Linked DNA regions of Sus scrofa: all the other regions are linked to region 1. The links are chromatin contacts, called in public Hi-C and promoter capture Hi-C maps. All regions are on one chromosome and are shown on one strand. Each heading gives the region's core, a stretch centred on a gene start, on an enhancer-like site or on the middle of the called end of the contact. The rest is flanking DNA. Distances are from core to core; before and after follow the strand shown.

Region 1 (3,627 bases), core at 701-3,200:
GAGAAGAGTCTTGATGAGAAAAGGAATCTGAAGGAGGTCAGGGAGAGAAGCCTCCAGACCTCTGGGAGCGCGTGCTTGTCATCCTCTCCTTCAGGCAGTGATGGATCGTTTACACAGGAGAGGGAACAGAGCGCTACCTACTCACTGTACCTCTACCATCGGGTAGGACGTGCGTACTCAAAAATGTGTGGAATCAATTAATTCATCCTCAGTCGATTACTTATTTCAGTTACGGGTACCAAAGATACTCCCCCATAACTTCCCTCTAAGTACAAAACTTGATACAATTTGTCATACAAACAACAGACTGGAGAACTTTTTAAGACGTAAAGGTACCATTCATGCACCATTAGAACAGTATTTCATTTTTGCACTTTCCCTTTCAGTAATTATCTGTATGCATAATGTATCGTCGGTATGAATTCGTGTTTGGTAATCATAAACATACAATTTTGAGATTCGGCTTTTTTTTCTGCTTATTACGTTGTCTTTACAATTGTCCGAGATAGTGGACGCCGAGGGTCAGTTAATTGAGACTGCCGGAAAGCAATGTTACTTCCAATGTCCTTGAATTACAGCGCGCCAGGTAGTGAGCAGGCTCCATAGCTCAGTGGTTAGAGCACTGGTCTTGTAAACCAGGGGTCGCGAGTTCGATCCTCGCTGGGGCCTCATCTGCATTTCCGCTTTTTTTAAAAAACCATCCCGCGTAAATACGCACCAGGGATTCCAAAATGAAACAGTGATTTCTAAAAAACGGTACTTCTGGCAGGACTTAGTCCTGAAATATAAATCACGAACATGCTTACCGTGCCTCAGAGCGACCCGGAAGAGAAAATCCTGGAACGCCGCGAAGCAGGAAAAAAAGAAAAATGGTCCACGGTGGCCGGCGCTACCCGAATCTGCGGCCAGAGCGCCGGAAGAGAGGGCGCAAGGCGCCGGGGGCTCGTTTTCAAAGCCCTGCAAACCCAGACCCCGCGCCGAGTTACGAAAGGCAGAGGGCGGCGACGCGGGGACCTCGACGGCGCGCGGCGCGCGGCGCGGGTGCGCGGGGCGGGCGGGACGTGGCTGCGCCTGCAGTGACGCCGCGCGGCCGCCTGGTGGCGCTGGAGCCCGGCTCTCGCTGGCCCGACCCGCGGCGAGGGCGCCTCCAGACCCTGTTGCCGGGCCCAGAGATTGGCCCGCGTGGCCTGGACGAGGACACGTGGCAGCTTGGCGTTCAGAGCCCAGCTTGGCGCCACCATCCTGCCCCCTACGAGAGAAAGAGGGAGCGATTCCCCGAAATAAACGGGCCCGGGCTGCGCGGGAAGCCAAGGTTTGCAGTTTTTACCCTGAATTCCCGAATGCTGGGTGACTATAGTCACCAGTGCCCTTTCTTTTCTGTTTCTTTTTTTAAGGGCCACGAGTGGCATATGGGAGTTCCCAGGTGAGGGGTCGAATCAGAGCTACAGCTGCTGACCCACGACACAGCAATGTAAGATCCGCGCTGCATCTGCTACCTACACCACAGCTGGTGGTAACCACGGATCCTTAACCTACCGAGAGAGGCCAGGGATCAAACCCGCATCCTCATGGCTACTAGTTGGGTTTGTTTCCGCTGAGCCACAACGGGAATTCCCCAGAGCATTTTCTGAATACAGAAATTGTCCGCACCCAGGATGTTTTGATAAAGGACTGTCTATAAACTAGCCCCCTGCCACATGAAACCATTGAGTGCCTGAAATGTGGCTATTCCAGATTGAGATTTGCTGAAATAAAATACACATTGGGTTTAGAAAATTCAGTACCAAAAAAAAAAAAAAAAGAATGTCAACTATCCCATTAGTAATTTTTAATCAATTACATATTGAAACAATAATACCATAATATACAGGATTAAATAAATTGTGTAATTGCATTAATTTTACCTTTTTTTGGCTACTAGAAAAATTTTAATTAAATGGGCGGCTCCCATTTGCAGCTCTCATATGGGGCAAGTTCAAGGATCCCGAGTCTCATGACCTTGAGTTCAAGTTAATGCTTAACAGTGCTTACAGCAGGTAAGCCTTTCATCTCTTTGGGTCTCCCAGAGCCTGTACTGTGCCTGGCAAGCTGTAAGCATGGCACTTGTTGAGACGAAATCAAGTATCTCCCCCAGCATAACCCAAACTCCACAAAAAACAAGAGAATGTATTTCTTAATCTGGGTTCTTTTGAGGATGATGTGACTGGGACAATTTCTTGGCTTGCAAGATTTTAGCTCTGGATCCTAAAACCCTGGCATTTTTGGTTTTGTTCCATTAAGTCAAATTGCCTATATTCTTCCGGGTACTCTGCAGAATCTGGAGAACTTGTTGAAGCTCTTAGCTCTGTCATTCCTCAAGTACCAGGTTAAAAGCCACCACCCTCCCTGGGGGCCCCCAGAGAGGCTGACAGGGGCGTTGGTTCAAGTCCAGCTGAACAATTCCCCGCTCCCTTGCTGCCGTGGTCCAGGGCAAGTGGCCTAACCTCGCCAGGCCTCACTTCCCTGATCTGCAGCAGAAGTGATGGGGCAACACGCAAGCAGCAAGGTTTTGAGGTTTTGGAGAGTGGATATAAACTTAGCACATAATAGGTATGCAACCTGTAGTCATGTTTGCTATGCTCTCTGCCCCGCAGAACAGTAGGCGCCAGAGGACCTGCCTTTATTCATACCCTCGCTTCAGTGAGGGCGAAGGAGACATCCATTTTAGAGGAGCTCTCCCCCAAAGGCATCACTACAAGCCCCCTCTTAGACCTGAGATGAGGCTTGGGAGTGACACATGGCTCTTAGGCAAACTGGGTGAAGCACGGCAGATTTTTTTTTTTTTTTTCTTTTCTGTCTTTTTCGGCCACCTGGGCATAGGGAGTTCCCGGGCCAGGGATCAAATCCCAGTCGCAGCTGCGACCTAGGCCCCGCTGGGGCAACTGGATCCTTTAACCTGCTGTGCCTGGCCAGGCTCAGAACCTGCGTGCTGGCCCGCAGAGACGCTGCCGAGCCCCTGCCCCACGCGGGAACTCCACGTCCCATTTCTTACCACCAGGCAAGCATCCAGGAGATCAAACACTCCGGGTCCATTTGAGCAAGTGTTGATTTATTGCCTTAGGTCACGGGCACTTACAAACAGGGACACACAGTGGACTTCCAAGCGGGTTTACAGACTGGCAAACAGGCAGCCAGGTAGCCTGGCAACATGGGCTTTGGTCTCGCTGCAGAAGCGGACATGGGGCATCCGGTCAGGTCAGAGGACAAGGTTCTTGAGGAGAAGACCACTGCGCAGCCCAAGGTCAAGCTCTCACCACTGGTCCTCGCCTGCACCCCAGCTTCCCAGGTGTCTAAGGTCATGTGCAGCAGCAGCAGCAGCAGCAGCAGCAGTTCCCCAGGGGCAAACTGGAAGCTCATCCCCTGACCCACCACCTTGACGGAAGCATCAGAGGGAGGCTCCTGCCAGCTCGCTGCCGCTGTGCCCCTCTGCCTGGGGGGGTCTTGGGGCTCTGCTTCCTCCTCCCCTGGGGGCCTGGGGACCACACTCGCTTCTTTGCCCCAGGCCGAGGAAACGGCTTCCTGCTGCTTGTGGGGGAAGCTGGCTTCTTGGAGGGGCCTTTCCGAGAGGAGGCCCGGTCTGGCCTGGAA
Region 2 (3,502 bases), core at 713-3,212, 1.1 Mb before region 1:
GGGAAAGTCGCAGCTGTATATTTATATTTTCATTGCTAGAAGGGAATTGATTTCCGCGCATTTATTTTGGTCGTTGTAATACACAAGGGCGGATTTGCGTCACCCGAGCAACTTGTCGGTGGAGATAAAGTTGCACAAATATTGAAAGGGGAAGTGCTAGGAGTCATTATAGAGTTTTTCTCCGGAAGAAATAAGGATTTCTGCAGTATCCTAAAATACTAAGGCCACTTCTATTTTGAGACCAATCTCGCAGGCACATCCGCTCATTTAGTCCGAGTTTGAGCCCATCAAAAACAGGAGATGACCTGAACTCCAGCGAGTCCAGGGTTTCCTGCTGCTTTCTTGGTTCGGAGGAGTGGGGGTGTAAGGGGGAGGGGATTCTGAAGACTCAAAAGACGGCCAGGAGCCCGCAGAGCCCAGGCCTGGGCCGGGGTGCAGTGTGGAGAGGAGGCAGGAGGTCCTTCCCCAAATTTCCTTTTTCGCGTTTCCCTCCGGGAGCTCCGAGTGGGTCCGGGCGGGGCTGATGCCGGTGCAACGAAGCCAAGGGTCTGGGAAAGCCGAGGGACGCGCGGGACAAGTTGCCATTTAAATTGAACCTTGGGCCTAGCGGGAAAAGAGGAGCACGAGGCGGGCGAGGGGGCGGAAACGCGCCCTTGGGGCCTAGTTTTCTCCCCTCCCGCCCCGTGCTCAGGCCTTGAAATGCTGCAGATGCGGTGGTGGGCCCAGCTGGAAACCCAGAGGGCTCGCCTTCCAGCCCGATCTGCACCCTGTGCCCACCCACAGGATCGCGTCTCATTTTGGGGCCGGCTGCCTGGGGCGAGGCCTAAATGCGGCCCGTTTGGTACAGTGAATTCATGCTTAGGCCAAGGTTTGATGTTTGCAACGGAATTGGAAGTGACACCAGAAAAAGGAGGAAGAGAGGGCTTAAGGCCACCAGATCTACGCTGGCTGGCGCTAGCGACTTTCCCCCAGGGCTGCCAAGTTCTGCAGAGGCAGCGCCCTCGGACCCAAGGCTCGCTGGAATCCACAGCCTTTGCATCTATTGCCGGCGCTGGAGCTTTTGAGGGCGGGTCCAACGACTCAGAAGGCCTTATACATCCTTGTTGGCCTCATTGCCCCTGGGCGCCTCTCCCACCCCAGGTGCTAGTGCAGCAGCAGATCCATCATTTCTTTCCACCTCTGCTGACACCTCTGTCCCGGCTGCCGAGAGCTGGGCAAGAAACCCCTTTAGTAAAAGAGGTAGAGAGAGAGACAGAGGCTGGGTGGGGTGGGTGTTGGGTGGAGGGTGTGCTTGTTTTCAGTGCTGGCTGGTCAGAAGTGATTGATTCGTGATTGATACTTTCCGGGAGAAAGTCAAAAGCTTAAGATGACAGCATCTGCAACCCGAGGCTAGAAACCACTAGAAATGAACTAGCCCAAATTCTGGACTCGAGAGAGGCACAGTAAAGTCATTTGCCTTTCTGGGTTTCTCTTTGGTAAGACCTGTTAACTGAAATGAACTTTTAAAAAATGCCACAGAGGTGCGGAAGTTCTGTTAGAAGATGCTTATTAGGACAATCGAAAACAAAAGCTTTCGTGGTTTCATTATTGTTATTATTTTATTTTCTTCCTGAAAATGTGCAAGAAAAGCTCATCTGGGTGGCCTGTGGTTTGTTTGGGAGAGGGGTGGGGAAACCCGTTAGGACTATAATTTAAAAGAGAACGAATTCTTAAAATAGAGATGTTGATGCTGCAGAAAACCCCCCACTACACGCGCTCTGCGCTCTGAAGACCCCAAGTACGAGTGGAAGACCTCGGCCACCACTGCAGCTTCTCCTGCGACCAGGCCCTGTGGGGAAACAGCCACGGGATTGGGAGCAGTATTTAACCCCAAGGAAATCTGCTCTCGTGGGCACTTGCAAAACTACAGACCCCACGTGATCGGGGATGTGGCAGAGGAGGAGGTAGGGTGACATTTCCTACAAGGTACTGCAGAGGAGCGGACCGCGCGTGCCGCTCTCCCTGTTTCGGACGGCGGCCTGTTTTGTTGTCTCTTAGGCTGGGGGAAGGTTTGGCCGCGTCCGAGGGAGACGTTCGTAGACATCCATCTTATTTTGTTTGAAAAGTTACTCATTCAAATTGTCAGTGCGTGACAGCTCGGAATAAAGCTAATTTGTGGCCGCCCCTCCTCTCTTCCCAGAGGATCTCCGAGGCAGAGGAGCGGACGCGGGGCTGACTTGGGTGGGGCTGACCCAGTGCCGCAGCAATCCCGCGCGAGAGCTCAGGGCAGGGCAGCGTAGGGGCGGGAACTCATAAAAGATGGAGCCTTGTAGGGGACAATGACTCTCGGGATAAAGGCCGAGTGGAGAAAATCAGGCCCCACTTAAGTAAAGAGTTGGGAAACCTAGGGCGCCCCCAGAGTCCCAGGAGGCGGGCCTTGCACCCGCGTTAATTTAGGGGAGCACCAGCTTCCCTAGGCGAGCGCTCCAGGAGCGCTGTGACCAACTCTCCACACCTGGCGCCGGTTCGGAGCTGCCGTAGCTGAAGGTTAGAACACCCTGGAACCTCGGTCGGTCCCGGATCGTACTCTTCGGAGAAGGACGCCCGACTGGGCTCAACCCACGCGGCAGCAGCAAACAGTTTGGCGTGGCTGGGGCGTGGCCGAGGGGGCGGGCCACGCCCCCTTACCCAGTTCCCCTCCACTCCCCGCTCCCATTGGTCACCAGCATGGCCAATGAACGCCCTGATCGAGGTCCTACCCTGGGTCTGACTCGAAAGCTCCTGCCAAAACTTTGGGAGTTTTTAGAGAGGAGTTTTTTTTTTTCTTTTTTTTCCCCTCTTATTACTTTTTTTTTTTAAACTAACGGATTATTATTGTTGTTGTTTTAAATTTATTTCTCAAGCCTTAGCTGTTTGGCTGTTTCTTTCGGTGCCCGGCCCCGTCTCCCTGGCTTCCCTGGCTTCCCTGGCTTCCCTGGCGTGTGCGGAGCCGCGCACCCGCCCGCCCAGCCGCCCGAGCGCCCCTCGCTCGCCTCCAGCCCGCGGGGAGCGCGGGCGCCGAGCCGCCTTTAAAGTGAGGCCAGGGCCCGAGGCTGTGACCGGCTGGGATCCGGGCCTCGCCTCCTCCGTCGGTGGCGCTAGGGCTCCCTGGCTTCGCTTCAGTTCGGACCGAGAAGTGTAAGTGGATCGACCCCGGCTGGGCTGCCGCCCCCTCCTGGACTTAGCGCGCCCCTCTCCGCGAACCCACTCACCCACTCGGCCCCGGCAGGCCGCAGCGGCCGCTGGCCTCACCCCGCCAGGATGTTCGCCGCGGGGCTGGCTCCCTTCTACGCGCCCAACTTCAGCCTCTGGTCGGCCGCCTACTGCTCCTCCGCCGGCCCGGGCGGTTGCTCCTTCCCCCTGGACCCCGCTGCCGTCAAGAAACCCTCCTTCTGCATCGCGGACATCCTCCACGCCGGCGTTGGGGAGCCGGGGGCGGCCCCGGAGGGTCTGGCTGGGGCCTCGGCCGCCGCCCTCACCGCGC
Region 3 (3,267 bases), core at 514-3,013, 1.5 Mb before region 1:
CCACCTGACTTTTACATGGATTATTGGAATCACCTCCCAACCAATTTCCCTGTTTCTTATCTCTCCTCCACACAGCTGCCAAAGCACTTGACAGGGTGATTCAACTGTGCTGATTAAGCACAAATCTGACCTGCTCAACGTCTTTCGGAAGCATCCCACTCCTGCAAGGCTTCCCATGATCAAGCTCCTTGCTACCTTTACAGCTCATCTTCCCTCCCCTCTCTTTTCCTGGCATCCTCTTTCTCAGTCATTCCGCCTGCCTGAGCTCTCTAAATATCATGCCATTTCAGGCCTTCCTTCCTTTGCTCAGCAAACGCCGCTGCTTCTCCCTGTTCATCTAATTCCTACTTCAATGGCTTCTAGGGAGGCTTAAGTACCACCACTTAAAGTATCCCTAGTGCCATCTGTGCATCTCAATCACACTGTACTGTACAAGCTCACGCACTTGTCTCCGTCAACCATAAGGGCCGAGACAACAGAGTCTATCAACCTTATTTGATTTGCAGCACTGCTGACTGGCACACAGGAAATACTCCTAAACAGGTCTGATTTGATGCCTTCTAAATTTAAAAAAGGAAAGGAGCTTATGTAGTGGAACTTTTATCACCCTTCCAGTAGAGCACAAAGTAACAGCACTCTACTACAAAGCCAAATGTGCTTCGGACAAATGGCTTTTACTACAAAGCCACGTGAATGGAAATACAAAGAAATCAAACAGAAAACACACACCCTTTTCAACAGCAGAAATGTACGAAGTTCTTTAGAACCACGCAGCCGCTAATAAACCAGACTTGCGCTTTTATACTACGTGGGCAAGTCGCACTGTTTGATGATAATAACAGGTTGGAAAGCTTCTCATCTCAAGAAAGCAAATTATTAACGTCTCATGGCCACGCTACTGTAATTTCAGGCCCGATGTGGGTTCCCACCTCCTGACAGGTCCGTGTCCTTACGTAGGAGACGCCTACGCATCACCTTAGGAGTCCCTCACCTGTCAATCACTCGTTCTCTAAATCTGAACCGGAGGAAAGCTGACGGAAGAAGGCAGAGTGCGGGCGATGGTAAACACTTTGGGAAAGGGCGGCAGCGGAAGGCCACGGTCCCAGGCAAGGACGAGCGCGGAGGGTGAGGCAAAGCCAGGCCAGAGCGCTGACAGCTGGCGAGGAACCGGGAGGAAGACGCGACCTCGGAGCTGGGCGCCGGGGCTGGAGCCACGCGAGGCGGAGGAGACACGCGGGAGAGCGGGGGTGGGGAGAGCGCTCGGCCGGGACCAGAGGAGGCGAGACGCAGGGTCCGGCCAGAGGGCGGGGCGGTTCCGGCGCGAGGCCGACGGCGCCGACGCAGGCAGCGCGGACGCGGCCCCAGGGCGAGGAGGGCAGGGGATCCGCGAGGGGAGCTAGGAGCCGGGGGCCGGAGTCGCGCAGTTGGGGGGAGACTGGACCCCGCGATCAGGGCGTGCGGGGGCGGCGGGGGCACTTACTGGGGTCCCTCTTCAAGGCGCCGCTGGGGGTCTCCTCCCGCAGATGAGGGAAGAGGAAGTCCCGGGCGGCCTGGAGGTCCTGGAAGTAGCAGAACTGGACGATGGAGCAGGCCATGGCTCCGGGGACCCCCGATCGGGCATCCAGCTGGCCTCGCCACCCCTGCCCCCGCCACCCCGCGGCCACCGCCGCCGCCGCCGCCGCCTCCGCGGAGCCGGGAAAGCAGGAGCCGCGCGGGGGCGGGGACACCAGGCCGGAAGCCGTCAGCGCCCGCGGGGCCGCCGTCCGAGCGCTGCGCATGCGCGGGCGGCCCGCGTGACGTGACCGACGGCGGCGTCGACGTGGAGGATGGGGCTGGTTCTGGTCCCAGTCCTGCGGCTGCACCGGGGGATGAAACGTCTTCTTTCTTGTGGCTTTTAGCCAGAGATGATCTAATTGGACGCCGGCCCTCGAGTCATTTAACCAGTCTCCTGGACCTGCCACAATTGGCAGGATCCTGATGGTTGAGCGGATAGTCCCTGTTAAGCCTGCGGCAGGCCAGTTGAGGACGGTATCATGCAAGTATCTGAGTTTGAAAGATATTTCTTCTGGCCATCAGCCCCATCAAGGCTACTTTAAATGCCCTGCCTATAAATTCTCATCGTTCTACGTACGCCTAATATAATGCGTGTTGTGCTGAATTATATTTAGGTTTTCGGCATCCACTTGCTTTTACATTCATTCATTCATGCATTCAACACATTCATTACTCTCTTTTCAATGTCAGCCACGCAAGGCACTGAGTATAAAGCAGGGAACAAAAGAAATAAAATGTTTGTTCCCGTGGACCTCAAAATTCTAGTGGCTGACACAGTTAGTAACCAATGTAATTGAAGTTGTAATAGTGCTAGGAGGAAAAGAGAGTTAAAAAGTACTATGAAAGAACAGATCAGTAGAGTTCCCGTCGTGGCGCAGTGGTTAAGGAATCCGACTAGGAACCATGAGGTTTCAGGTTGGATCCCTGGCCTTGCTCAGTGGGTTAAGGATCCGGCGTCGCAAACGCGGTCATATCCCACGTTGCTGTGGCTCTGGCGTAGGCCAGCGGCTACAGCTCCGATTCAGCCCCTAGCCTGGGAACCTCCATATGCCGTGGGAGCGGCCCTAGAAAAGGCAAAAAGACAAAACCGAACAGTGGACTTTACCTTGTTTTTTCTTTTTCGTTCTGTTTCGCTGAAGCGGAGGTGGAGGGTTGTCAGGATCAGGAAGCAGACTTGATTGTAAACTGCTGAAGGCTGTGATGTCATTAAATTGCGCATTATATCCACCGTGTCTAGCGAGGAACCTGGAACACTGTGCTCAATAAATATTTGTTGGAGGAGTAAATGGAATGTGTATATAAAGTAAATACAATAACTCCATGCTTTTCCAAAGCACTTCCATGTTCATTAAAGTACTTTCCCACATATTCAATTAGATAGTCACAATGCCATCTTGGAAAAGTGTCTTTTCTCAGTTTTTTAGTGAAGGAATTTATCTGTGTGTCTGAGAAGACGCAAAGTCCATTTAAATAATTTTTTCTAGAGAAAAAGAATGTACATATATATGACTGGATCACTTTGCTGTACAGTAGAAAATTGACAGAAGACTGTAAACCAACTATAATGGAAAAATAAAAATCATTTAAAAAAAATAAAATAGGAGTTCCCATTGTGGCTCAGTGCTATCTAACCCGCCTAGCATCCTTGAGGACGTGGGTTCGATCCCTGGCCTGCTCAGTGGGTTAAGTAAGGATCTGGCACTGCCATGAGCT

Evidence for each region. Promoter capture Hi-C pulls out the DNA fragments that hold promoters and counts their contacts. A called contact is a pair of places that touch in the nucleus more often than the background predicts.
Region 2: a promoter capture Hi-C map of fetal skeletal muscle shows a contact between it and region 1, with 12 times the contacts expected there. The contact joins the promoter of HLX here to the promoter of LOC110255736 in region 1. A contact is called at or near these places in 1 of 5 promoter capture datasets (fetal skeletal muscle), 12 of 47 Hi-C or Micro-C datasets (alveolar macrophages, embryonic fibroblasts, fetal skeletal muscle and 6 more) and 1 of 2 datasets of contacts at active chromatin or transcription factors (skeletal muscle).
Region 3: a contact with region 1 is called in a Hi-C map of heart right ventricle, with 6 times the contacts expected there. The contact joins the promoter of RAB3GAP2 here to the promoter of LOC110255736 in region 1. A contact is called at or near these places in 2 of 47 Hi-C or Micro-C datasets (embryonic fibroblasts and heart right ventricle).

What each region holds. Positions count from the first base shown.
Region 1 is chr10:11,312,780-11,316,406 of Sscrofa11.1, forward strand. LOC110255736 reads right to left here and starts at 1,951. Exons shown (of 7, transcript XM_021065090.1): 1 at 1,905-1,951; 2 at 807-1,249. The coding sequence starts at 1,951. It overlaps HHIPL2 (HHIP-like protein 2), which reads right to left. Exons shown (of 10, transcript XR_002336124.1): 10 at 3,068-3,627. TRNAT-UGU (a tRNA gene) reads left to right here and starts at 597; the gene lies at 597-669.
Region 2 is chr10:10,261,479-10,264,980 of Sscrofa11.1, forward strand. HLX (H2.0-like homeobox protein) reads left to right here and starts at 1,963. Exons shown (of 4, transcript XM_021064336.1): 1 at 1,963-3,502. The coding sequence starts at 3,280. MARC1 (mitochondrial amidoxime-reducing component 1) reads left to right here. Exons shown (of 9, transcript XR_002336192.1): 9 at 2,883-2,989.
Region 3 is chr10:9,826,567-9,829,833 of Sscrofa11.1, forward strand. RAB3GAP2 (rab3 GTPase-activating protein non-catalytic subunit) reads right to left here and starts at 1,764. Exons shown (of 35, transcript XR_002336185.1): 1 at 1,481-1,764.